Regions from separate parts of the Hordeum vulgare genome. Here region 1 is linked to region 2. The links are chromatin contacts, called in public HiChIP or PLAC-seq maps. All regions are on one chromosome and are shown on one strand. Each heading gives the region's core, a stretch centred on a gene start, on an enhancer-like site or on the middle of the called end of the contact. The rest is flanking DNA. Distances are from core to core; before and after follow the strand shown. Region 1 holds the start of LOC123440859 (F-box protein CPR1-like). Region 2 holds the start of LOC123445404 (E3 ubiquitin-protein ligase BRE1-like 2).

Region 1 (5,812 bases), core at 531-3,030, 440 kb after region 2:
TTCATTTCTCGAGCATATGTAAGATTGAACGTCACATGAACCATTGGTTCCTTAAAAATGGCTAGCAACAAAGGCGCTATAATATGTTTCAATACCTATCCAGAAGTCCAGAATTATAATGCAATCTTCAATTTAACTAGCACTCCAAACTCTTGTAAAGAATCAGGTGCAACTTGCAAGCCGACAAGGGGAATAATCTGTCAATTTTTCAGTTCAACAAACAGATACAAGAGGCAGCTAGATTACCAACTATTGACCACTATAAAGACCACAATATAATATAAACAAAAATAGTGTAGTCCATTGTTCGGTTCAAGAGAACAGAAACATGAGTCAGCGCAATTAGAAACCATTTCAAACAGTGCAAATGATTTGTAATTTTAGCATCAACACTAGGAAGCCACTTCAGCACAAAAGGATGTTCAACGAAACATAACGCATAATGTAACAGTCAAAGCTTCTTGATCAGAACTTCTTATACATCAAAAAAGAAGCTAGCAGGCTCATAGCAGATTCAGTTAATACGTACTGCAGCTCATGTGGATATAGATAGCTAGGCCGTTAAGCAGCAGCACCACACTCAACTGCCCTCAGATCAGATGAAATGCTAATGTTCGCAAAATAATCATCTGGTCAAAGGAAAGGCAAAGAGTTCACAACGTAACCTTCTAGTTCCGGAAACAATGTATGTGGAACTAGAGTTTGTTTGAGCTGATGTCGTGGAGGACCTAGGACTCTGCGATGGAAACTGGCAACCAGCTTGCCATCCACGTCAATCTGAAGTAGCCGGTCGTCAACTTTGACTAGCACAAGCACATGACCATCTGGAGAGACGACCACCACCCACCAATGTATGCTAAAGTTTCCAAACTCTGCAACCGGCAATTCAACCCGGTATTTCAAGGCCCAGACCTCGCTTTCGTAGTCCTGCGTCCTCCATATATCAATGGATGTCGTCGCTTCGTTGCAGATGGACATTCCAAGCATTCCATCCATCTCAAACAGGTCAGCTCCACAAGGATCAACTGGAGGGCGCATCTCACGGAACGACTCAGCCGTGGTGTTGAATGCAATTATCATGTTGCCTATGCACAAATGCAGGCTGCCATGGAACAGGGCAGATCCGGAGGGGTATATCAGATCCTCTTCCGCCACAGCGGGGCAGTCTATGTCTACGTGCCTGGGGGGCTCGCCGGAGCCTAATGTGTAGACAAAGCAGCCATCTTGAGCCTCAGGTCCCAGCAATAGCCGGTACTCGCCGTCGCCGTGCGGGTACATCCCCAAGAAAATGAAGCCAGAAAGCAGCGGGAGGGGAGCATACTGACGAGTTGCCGGGTTGCAGATGGAGAAGCGGGCGTAGTTCTTGGCGAGGACGACGAGGCCGTCGCAGGAGGCCAGCGGACGGAAGAAGGCGTGCCCAAGCCGTGCGACGGTCTGGAGCTGGTCGGCGGCGGCGACCCCTGCCCGGTGGTCGAAGGAGATGATGTCTAGGGAGTCGACCTCGTCGCCGACAAAGTTGAAGCAGTGGAGGAAGAGGAGGGTGGGCTGACGGTCGTGATGGGCGAGGAGGAAGTCGCGGGCAGATGTGGCGGCGCGCCAGGCGCGGCAGACGGCGCGGCAGCGGAGGAGGGCTTTCGGGGGCAGGCGGACGAGGATCTCCCAGATGAAGATCTCGTCCGGGAGGCCATGGTGTGGAGGAGGCGATACTGCTGCACTTGCGGCCGCCGCCATGGCCGCCGGCAAGGAGCTCTGGAGACTGGAATCTGGATCCGCGGTGGACTGTGACGGAGATGTTGGTCTTTCTTGCGGTTGCATTTGGGCTGAGATGGGCTCATTCTGAAATAATCTGGGCATGTCCTGGACTGTGTCAGAACCATGCACGCATTTGGGCTGAGATTTGTGGACAGCATTGGATTTTGAGAAGTTTTCAGTTTTATATAATGGATTTCCTACATTTACACCTAACAAGAAGACATCCACACATTTAAGTTTTCGTATATCACACAAACTAAAAACAGTAATAATTAACTTTAAAAATATGTAGCGCAAGCCCACATGTACATGTGGGATGGTTTTTCAAATTTCTAAACTTCTTAAAATGATTACTTTTGATAAATTTCATGCATTACAGAGCCCAAGAATCCAAGGTACCGGTCCTCTAGGATCATTTTGAGAGGCAATACTCTCTCCTATCGGGTTTGTAAGTTTCATAGATATTTCAAAGAAAGCTTTGATCATTAATATGGTCAATAAAAAATTATGTGAATGACTTTTTTTGCGGCAAAGTATTGTGCGCATGTCAAAGAGTTGTATCAATATATTCACAATTAAATCGTATATTTTTTGTTGAATATAACTCATATTTGTTTGACTACATTAATGGTCAAAGTTTTTATCAAAATCTATGCAATACTTACAAACCAATGTGGATGGAGTATTAAACATTATTCTTTCTTCTCTATAATAGAAGAAGCTCTTTGATTTTTCATTGTTGTCTAATGCATGTTTTTTTCTACCATAATTATCACTTATAAAATGCCATCATAATTAATAAAAGGAGAAATTATATGAAAAAAATTGGAAGACAAATAAAGCGATATGATATGTCCATTCCATATGTCAAGATGGCAATGGGCTGGGCTCGGTTTCGGTTGACGAATCTCAAGTTCATACCCAGATCCAAGAAACATTCACTACCCGTCCATGAAAGAATTCATGGGCGGAAAATTATGGCCATGTCCAAACCCGATGGATATCGATTGTGTTCTCTCAATACGTATACATACGACATTGAAGAACATTCACATAAACTCTCAAATGCTCACAAAATGACATAGCAGAAGTGCACAACATCAAATAAGCTCTTGAATTCTCACAAAGTGACAAAGGATAAGTGCACATCACCAAATAAGCTCTCAAATTCCCACAAAATGATATAACATCAAATGAGAATAGTAAACAATTCTTGGTCCTCACAAAATGACATAGCGATAAATCGAAATCATTTCCCAATCTCAATTTTTTTTTTGCAAAATGGCATACCACAACTTCTAAGAAGCACAACTCATTACAAGTAAAGAAATAGATAGTTTTTGGCACCGTCTTCCATTCTTCATAGTAATGTTCTAGGCATCTTCTTCGAGGCTTTAGTTATGACAGACTCACGACTCACCCTTAAAGTGACCAGAAAAAGCAAAGAGTGCGGACCATATGTTCGACTTCTAGTGAGGAGATGATGGGTGAACATTCAAGAAGAGGGCTCCTTTTTCATTCATGGAGATGTGGGTACCTGGCCCTACAATCGATAAGGCCAATGCTCCCTCAAGCAAGCATGCTTGTGAGCAAGATGAGAGCCGCGTTTGAGTCCATAATTGTGCGGCATTTGTGGAGAAATGATGGATGAGTTTCGGGAGGATTGGGGAGCGATAATGGAGCCTAGAGGGAAACTTGAAGTACGTGCTTGCCCAGGATGCAATGGTGGCCATATCGCTCAAGAAGGCATGAGGGTCAAATAACTCGCACTGTCGATCACTATGGGAATATCTCATGTGTTAGCCATCTCCCTGAGGTTCTTCAACTCTTGGCACATCAATGGACATTCTACTGCAAGCTTGTTTTATTATCTGTGTTCCATAACAAGTTTGGGAATGTAAATGTATACATTTTTATGCTACTATCGCTATCTTGCATCTGTTTGATGTAGGCCTGATGTTTTCGTGCCTTAACTTTGTGTTTCAGCCTATTCTAATTTTACCCGTAGCAACACTTTGGGTGTTCGAATTTATTTTATCCATAGCAATACGAATGTACTTAGCTAGATTATAAAGAAATCTCCAAGTTCCTCTTTTCCTTTTTGCCATTTTATGTTCCTTCCGAACGCAATATCTTAAGGGGTTCTCGCAAAGTACAAAAAAACTCAAGTTTAAGCTCTCATCTTTTTTTTAAAGGTGCAATATAATAATATTAAGATGATACCAATAACGCCCAACTTCTGCAATGACACATTAGGCTGGCCATAGTGCGGGTATCATAGCTAGTAACATTGTCTTGGTACTAGCAAACATGGTAATGTGGCAAGTAATTAAATAAGAGAGAGATGGTTATAGTAACATATGTAGATACCGTATCGTGTTAAATGCCATGCTACTATGTGTCATGCATGTCAATAAATGAGAACACTTATGATACTAGTTTATGATACTATGCACTATGAAGGTAGTATCATACAAGAGTAACATATGCATGATACTACTATGTGTTACTCCCACTATGAGCAGCCTTAAGAAGACTTAGTCGAGCCCAATGGCAAAGCTACGTTGGGGTCAACCTCTACTATGACCCGCCCTGCCTAGCTGCAAAATTGCCAAACTAGCCTGCCAAGTGGTCTGGCCCATCTCTTATCCACGATTTCTTCTTCACGTTGGCCCGCCCAAGAAATACAGTGTAGCGCGGGACTTCCTTTTCGTTGCTCTGTGCGGCAACCAGTCGGGGCTTCACACAGGGCGACCCCCGACTGGGCCGGCCCAGTAGGTGCACAATGACTATAGTTTTTTTCTGCTTTTTTTCTAGAAACTCCAGATTTTTTTGGAAAATGTAGAACATTTTTCTAAAAGCAAAAAACTTTTTTAGAATTTGAATAAAACTTTTTTAAAGTCCAGAACATTTTTTTAATTCCGGAACATTTTTTCAAATTCCAGAACATTTTTCAAAATCTTGAGCAGTTTTAAATTGCGGAACATTTTTTCAAATTCCGGAACATTTTTTCAAAATTCGGAACATTTTTTCAAATTCCAGAACAGTTTTTAAAAATACGGAACATTTTTACAAATTTCAGAACAGTTTTTCAAAATCATGAACATTTTTTCAAATTCCAGAATATATTTTTAAATTCCAGAACATTTTTTGAAAATTCAAAACAATTTTGGAACAGAAATAGAAAAAAGAAACAAACAAAGAAACAGAATAAAAATGAAAAAATGAAAAAAAAGGTTCAGGGAACCTTCTAGAAGTTTCCCAAAACCGGAAAAAACCGTTGGGCAAGGCTCCCTCGCTACCTGGGCCAGCCCAAACCCCCGCCCGCTCTGTGCGAAGCCTCGATGCCGCTTCGCACAGAGTGACAAATAGGATTTTCCGTATAGCGATGTCAGTGAACGAGCCATTAAGGATGCACACAACCTTAAAAGTAAAAATAAAATAAAAAAAGAGGGCGTAACAAACAAGTAGCGGCAACATCATTCACTATTCTCAAGAACATGTGAACTAAAAGAAAAAGGTTCTCCTAAAGAACCGTCTACTGCATTTTCTAACGAAGATTGACAGAAAGAAAAAGAAAAAGACATAGGTTTTTTCCTATTGGTCCAAAATATAATAATGTAGGCCTTGATAAGCAGGGCCTCGAGCTGAATCACACTGGCCCAAGGTAAGAAAAAGAATCACGTTACAAACAATAAAGATCAAAGAGGAAAACATTTACTATAGTAGAGAAAAAGTTTAGTTTGTTGACAGTGGAATTCGAACCCACTCACGCCCTTTCGGACCACGCACCTTTTTTTAAGCATTTCGCCACAACTTTATTAGCTAGTAATCAACACATCGTCTCTTACAAGTAGTGGAATGATGGCACTACGTGCCTCATCAAACCATGAGTTTAGGATTTTTTTTGAGGGTTTTAGGGGTTTCATATTTTTTTAGCTAGCTACTACCTCCGTCCTAGCTTAGTACAACTTTGTATTAGAGCTACTGTAAAGTTGAGACAGTTATTTTGGGACGGAGGGAGTACTATATATATAGAGAGAAGTGACCTCTCTTTCCT
Region 2 (6,096 bases), core at 3,530-6,029:
GATGGTCAAGGTTTCCTGGCCATAGGCAAGTGTTGTCACTTGATAACGGGATCACATCATTAGGAGAATCATGTGATGGAGTAGACCCAAACTAATAGACGTAGCATGTTGATCGTGTCATTTTGTTGCTAATGTTTTCTGCGTGTCAAGTATTTGTTCCTATGACCATGAGATCATATAACTCACGGACACCGGAGGAATGCTTTGTGTGTATCAAACGTCGCAACGTAACTGGGTGACTATAAAGATGCTCTACAGGTATCTCCGAAGGTGTTCGTTGAGTTGGTATGGATCGAGACTGGGATTTGTCACTCCGTGTGACGGAGAGGTATCTCGGGGCCCACTCGGTAATACAACATCACACACAAGCCTTGCAAGCAATGTGACTTAGTGTAAGTTGCGGGATCTTGTATTACGGAACGAGTAAAGAGACTTGTCCGTAAACGAGATTGAAATAGGTATACGGATACTGACGATCGAATCTCGGGCAAGTAACATACCGAAGGACAAAGGGAATGACATACAGGATTATATGAATCCTTGACACTGAGGTTCAAACGATAAGATCTTCGTAGAATATGTAGGATCCAATATGGGCATCTAGGTCCCGCTATTGGATATTGACCGAGGAGTCTCTCGGGTCATGTCTACATAGTTCTCGAACCCGCAGGGTCTGCACACTTAAGGTTCGACGTTGTTTTATGCGTATTTGAGTTATATGGTTGGTTACCGAATGTTGTTCGGAGTCCCGGATGAGATCACAGATGTCACGAGGGTTTCCGGAATGGTCCGGAAATGAAGATTGATATATAGGATGACCTCATTTGATTACCGGAAGGTTTTCGGAGTTACCGGAAATGTACCGGGAATGACGAATGGGTTCCGGGAGTTCACCGGGGGGGCGGGGCAACCCACCTCGGGGAAGCCCATAGGCATTGGGGGTGGCGCACCAGCCCTTAGTGGGTTGGTGGGACAGCCCAAGAGAGCCCTATGCGCCATAGGAAGAAAAATCAAAGAGAAAAGGAAAAAAAAGAGGAGGTGGGAAAAGGGGGAAGGACTCCTCCTTCCAAACCTAGTTGGACTCGGTTTGGAAGGGGAGGGTTCCCCCTTTACGTTCGGCCGACCCCCTTGGGAGTCCTTGGACCCCAAGGCAAGGCTCCCCCCTCCTCCCCCTATATATACGGAGGTTTTAGGGCTGATTTGACACAACTTTGCCACGGCAGCCCGATCACATATCTCCACGGTTTTACCTCTAGATCGCGTTTCTGCGGAGCTCGGGCGGAGCCCTGCTGAGATTAGATCACTACCAACCTCCGGAGCGCTGTCACGCTGCCGGAGAACTCATCTACCTCTCCGTCTCTCTTGCTGGATCAAGAAGGCCGAGATCATCGTCGAGCTGTACGTGTGCTAAACGCGGAGGTGCCGTCCGTTCGGCACTAGATCGTGGGACTAATCGCGGGACGGTTCGCGGGGCGGATCGAGGGACGTGAGGACGTTCCACTACATCAACCGCGTTTCTTAACGCTTCTGCTGTACGGTCTACAAGGGTACGTAGATCACACATCCCCTCTCTTAGATGGACATCACCATGATAGGTCTTCGTGCGCGTAGGAAATTTTTTGTTTCCCATCGGATGTTCCCCAACACTAGCTCATGATTCATTGCTCACTCATGGAAGCCAAAAGGAAGATATGAAGTAAGTTATTGGCAGCCAAAACTTCGCATGAAACTTAATACTCCCTTCGTTTCATAATGTAGTGCATATAGATAGCACTTGTTTTACAATGTGTCAATCTAGACAAAAAATAGAAATTGATGATGGGCTCACATATTTGATTGGATTGAGCTGCAATTTGGAGAAGGATAATAATTTGGGCATATGAAGGCATTGTAAAAATTTCATACCATTTGGATAAGTAAAAACGGGTACTTCCTTCACAATGCTCTCCACTGAACAGAAAATTAGGAAAAATATTGAGGGAAATTGGATAAAGTAAATGAGCTAAAATTTGATGGAGGGAGGTTCTATGGGCAGGATCATATCCTCGTAAATTTTCAGCAATATAAAATATAGTTGCTTCAGTGACTGAAAATATTACCAGAAACAAATAAGATTGTATTGTGAGCTCACATGGATTGTTTATATATGTTTAACATTTTTTAAATACATGATTATCATCTTTTCATATATTCCCAACAACAAACATCTTTTCATACATAGTTTTGATGTCTATATTTGGTTTTACACATTGTACATTTTTTGTATACATATAAAAAGGAGGTGGCCTTAAGTACCAATGCATCCATGTTACAAACTCATGACCATTTATATTGGTCGTATTCAGGTAGAAATAAGGTCGTCGACCATTGTTGTCTTCTTTATGACCATTTGGTGTAAGGCAATTTCAGGGTTTGATCCTTCCTAGCGAAATAGCCGTGGATTTAAGCTGGGGTGAGTAAGAGAAGGTCACAAGTTGACATATCTCTTGTAGTGGCGGGGAGATCGATTGCATTACCTGTTCTCCGAGCCGGGGAATTGTTTTCCTTTTTTTTTACTATGTGTAGGTCTCGACTCCTGCATTTGTTTTTTATGTAATATCCTAACAGAACGGTCATAGTGTGATGGCCTATTCGCCACATGTGACGAGGTCACTCAAGAAATTCCTGAAAGTGGTCTATGATTTTCTCAGATATTTTCTCCTTTGGCGGCGGGGGCGGATTCGTGCAAAATGGGCTTTCACTTCGAAAGCCATGACCTCGTCCAGTTCCTCGTTAGTCATATCATAAGATAACTTATTTTTGGCAACAGGCTCTTTAGCTTTCTTCTGAACATGATTAGTCGTCGAGGAAGCGGCGGTCTTCCGCTTTTGGCCCTACTAGGACATAGGGGGTGGAGTTGGTTGAGGCAGTGGAGATTGACGTGGAGTCGTGCTGGGCTCCATGATATCGACGTGGGGTGGAGTCGGCTCACGTGGGAGAGATCGAGGTGTATTGCTACTCGGAGGAGTCGGTGGCCTTGGCGCCGAGTTTGGAAACACGATGCATTCCTTTCTCCAAAAAATGACACAATGTGCGACATCTCCTAGTCTCTCCTCCCCTTCACCTTGAGGAATGTCAAGCTCTAGTGACTCATATCCTAGCAGAACTTAATCCAGCACGACTTTAGCATAGTAAGCTGGAATCAGATTGCCATGGTTGGTTGCTCCACGTGCACTTGGTATAGCAAAGCCGACAGCCACCTTCATAGATATGTTCCCCATTTTCCGGTGTAGCTCACAACTTGTCCTCTCTTTGATATCATCCACGGGGTAGCGAGCCAGCAGTGCATCATCGGCCAGGACCCCCATGGAACCCATGCTCCTTTTCCGCATAGATGGGACGACAGTATCATCGAATGCTAGATCCGCTTGCTCCTGCCGCGAAGATGCCCTTTGTTGGCTAATTGTGTCCAGTTGCTCCTGTTGGCGCTTTACTATGCGGTATAACTCTTCATTACTTATTTCTACTCTGTGAATACGGTCTGCATCCTGCTTCTTTTTTCCTCTGATGGCTTCTATAGGTGTTCTTCCACTCCGAAAACCTCTGAACCCACGAAACAACGCCTTTTCCTGGTGTTCGTCCTCCGTGTTCAGGTTTCCCAGGGCACGTGTAAGTTCGTCGTTCTCTCTCTCTCGAGTTGAAACACCCCATTTTAAGCAACTTCTACTGTCTTAATTATAGCGCACGAGGCTTTTCTAAGACATGCCTTTGCAAAATCCAACAAATCCAACAAACATCCATGATGAACCGACTACAAAATGGAGTTGAAACCCTCGCTTGGACCTTTACTTCGGGTTGTCACACAACCGGGACTAAAGATGATCCTTTAGTCCCGAATCTATAGCCCCGATAGGCCCAACCGGGACTAAAGGATCATACCTTTAGTTCCGACTCTATATTCCCGGTCTGCCCAACCGGGACTAAAGGGGGTTGAGAACCGGGACTACATGTCCTTTTTCTACTAGTATAATCCAACAAATCCAACAAACATCCATGATAAACCGACTACAAAATGGAGTTGAAACCCTCGTTTGGTGCTTGCTATGTGTTTCATCTTAAGATTTTTGTTTTTTGAACATATCATTTGGACGGTTATTTGTAGCATACGTGGCAAAGCTATGTGTGATGTGATAGAAGTAGAAAAAGAAACGGAATTACGTACCTTTAGGTGAGCAGGCTAGACGTACGCACTTACGATAACTTTAGATGAGAAGGTTAAACGCTACGCAATTATCATAAGTGGACAGGCTAAATCAGGAGCCTTTAGATGAACAGGCTAGACATGCGCATCTATAATAACTTTAGGCGAGCAGGGCGTTAGACGCTACGCAGCTATCATAGATGGGCAAGCTAAATCACGTGACAGACAGAGAGGTAGTCCACGCGCACTCAGGACCAGATGATCGCATGCGATCAAGCGGCACTCACGCGGCTGACTAACAAGGAAATCATCCGACTGATTACAGTCGTTCTCCTTTCTATATTTGTCTCTTTGTTCGCCTCTGCTTTGGAGTCGATCGTGGTAACCTTGAAGCCCCTGGAGTAAGGTAACCGTGGGTGACACCTTTTATTTTGAGACAAAGGAGGCACTTTTATTGAACTTGGGACTCGGGATGTGGGCCCCTTCTGTCACCAATTTCTGGGCTTTTACGGGCCTGTCCTGGGCCCTCTCGATGCAGGCCCACGCGGGGACAGAAAAAGGCCCAGCACCGCGTCTGGTCACTCGACCCGGATCGGACCGCTTCCCCGCACACACGGGAAAGTAGCTGCTTTCTCTCTCTCTCGTGCGGCGGCGGCGGCGTCCCGGCGGCCGGCGGCGCTCCAAGCAAGGTGACTCCTGCACCCACTCCCCCCCCCTCTCTATCCCTGTCTCGGGTCTAGCTTAAGCTCCCCTCCTACCAGTTTCCCCTCCTACCAGTTTCTCTCTATCCCCCCTCTTCCCTCCCCTTCTCCCTACTCCCGACTTCCCTAATCGCGGCGGCGGCGGGGGCGGCGACCTCCCCCTTCACGGCGATCATATTCACGGAGGCGGAGACCTGCAGGCAAGCTCTCCTCCCTCCCCCCTTCTCCGAGGAGCTGCCCCCCTCCCCCTCGCCCTGCCGCGGCTCTTCATCTCGTTCTCTGACGGCGCCCCCACCTGCTGCTGCTCCCCGCGTATGGCGCCACCCGCTTCTGCCCGCAGGCCTCTCTTGCCCCACGCGCGGCTGCTCCTGTTTCTGCTCGCTTTTGCTCCCAATTCATGGAGATATATGCGCCATGTGCGAATCTAGTTGCTGGATGGTGCCATACACCATAGTGCCTTGTCCCAGTGGACAATTTTAGGAAGCACTTAAATTCAAAGCTCTGTCCATTAATCCATTATGCTGTTATATATAAATTGCTGCTCGAATTGTTGTCTCCAATAACTGAGCCTCGTACCATGGCCTCAGTGGTACTATCTGGCAGTTCCTGAAACTGCAAATGGAGCAAAACGTTAGTCAATATTATAACATACTACTAGTATGATAGCAAAAGTTTAAATCGAACCTCTGTTCCTCTGTTTCTCTGTGCATGATTAATTGACTCGTAGGGGGCTTGCCAACCGTTCCCAGCCTAAAAATGGCGATTTCCGTTACAATCTGGTTAGAAAATTTAGCAAACCGACAAGGCTGACTGAATACTTGCGTCCATAAGATTGGTCAATTAATTTTTGAAGTTTGGTCAGTGGACTAATCCATGTGTAAAACCGTTCCTTTTCCGTGCCCTGTTGTAGGACTTAACTTTTCTGCTTTTCTTTTAAAGATGGACGCCACAGCCCTTCAACATGAAAACCAGAAGCTGGTGCAGCAATTGGAAGCGCAGAAGTCTGAAATGCATGTGTTGGAAGCTAAGTTCAAGGAGTTGAGGAATGAACAATCTTCTTACGACAACACTCTGATTTCCCTGGATAAGACGTGGAATCAGGTTCTTTCCTCCGAGTCTCGTGTAAACTCTGTTTTATGGTTCTTTTCCGGCTCGTAATGTTTCTTACTAATATATGTTAATTATAGCTTGTTGATGATTTAATCCTGCTTGGAG

The links. HiChIP or PLAC-seq counts read pairs in DNA pulled down with a chosen protein or histone mark.
Region 1: an H3K4me3 HiChIP or PLAC-seq map of embryo shows a contact between it and region 2, with 4 times the contacts expected there. The contact joins the promoter of LOC123440859 here to the promoter of LOC123445404 in region 2. A contact is called at or near these places in 2 of 6 Hi-C or Micro-C datasets (leaf and seedling) and 1 of 1 datasets of contacts at active chromatin or transcription factors (embryo).

What each region holds. Positions count from the first base shown.
Region 1 is chr3H:588,464,639-588,470,450 of MorexV3_pseudomolecules_assembly, forward strand. It overlaps LOC123440859 (F-box protein CPR1-like), which reads right to left and starts at 1,781. Exons shown (of 1, transcript XM_045117402.1): 1 at 332-1,781. The coding sequence starts at 1,731. The coding sequence ends at 634.
Region 2 is chr3H:588,025,845-588,031,940 of MorexV3_pseudomolecules_assembly, forward strand. LOC123445404 (E3 ubiquitin-protein ligase BRE1-like 2) reads left to right here and starts at 4,780. Exons shown (of 19, transcript XM_045122380.1): 1 at 4,780-4,869; 2 at 5,821-5,982; 3 at 6,069-6,096. The coding sequence starts at 5,821.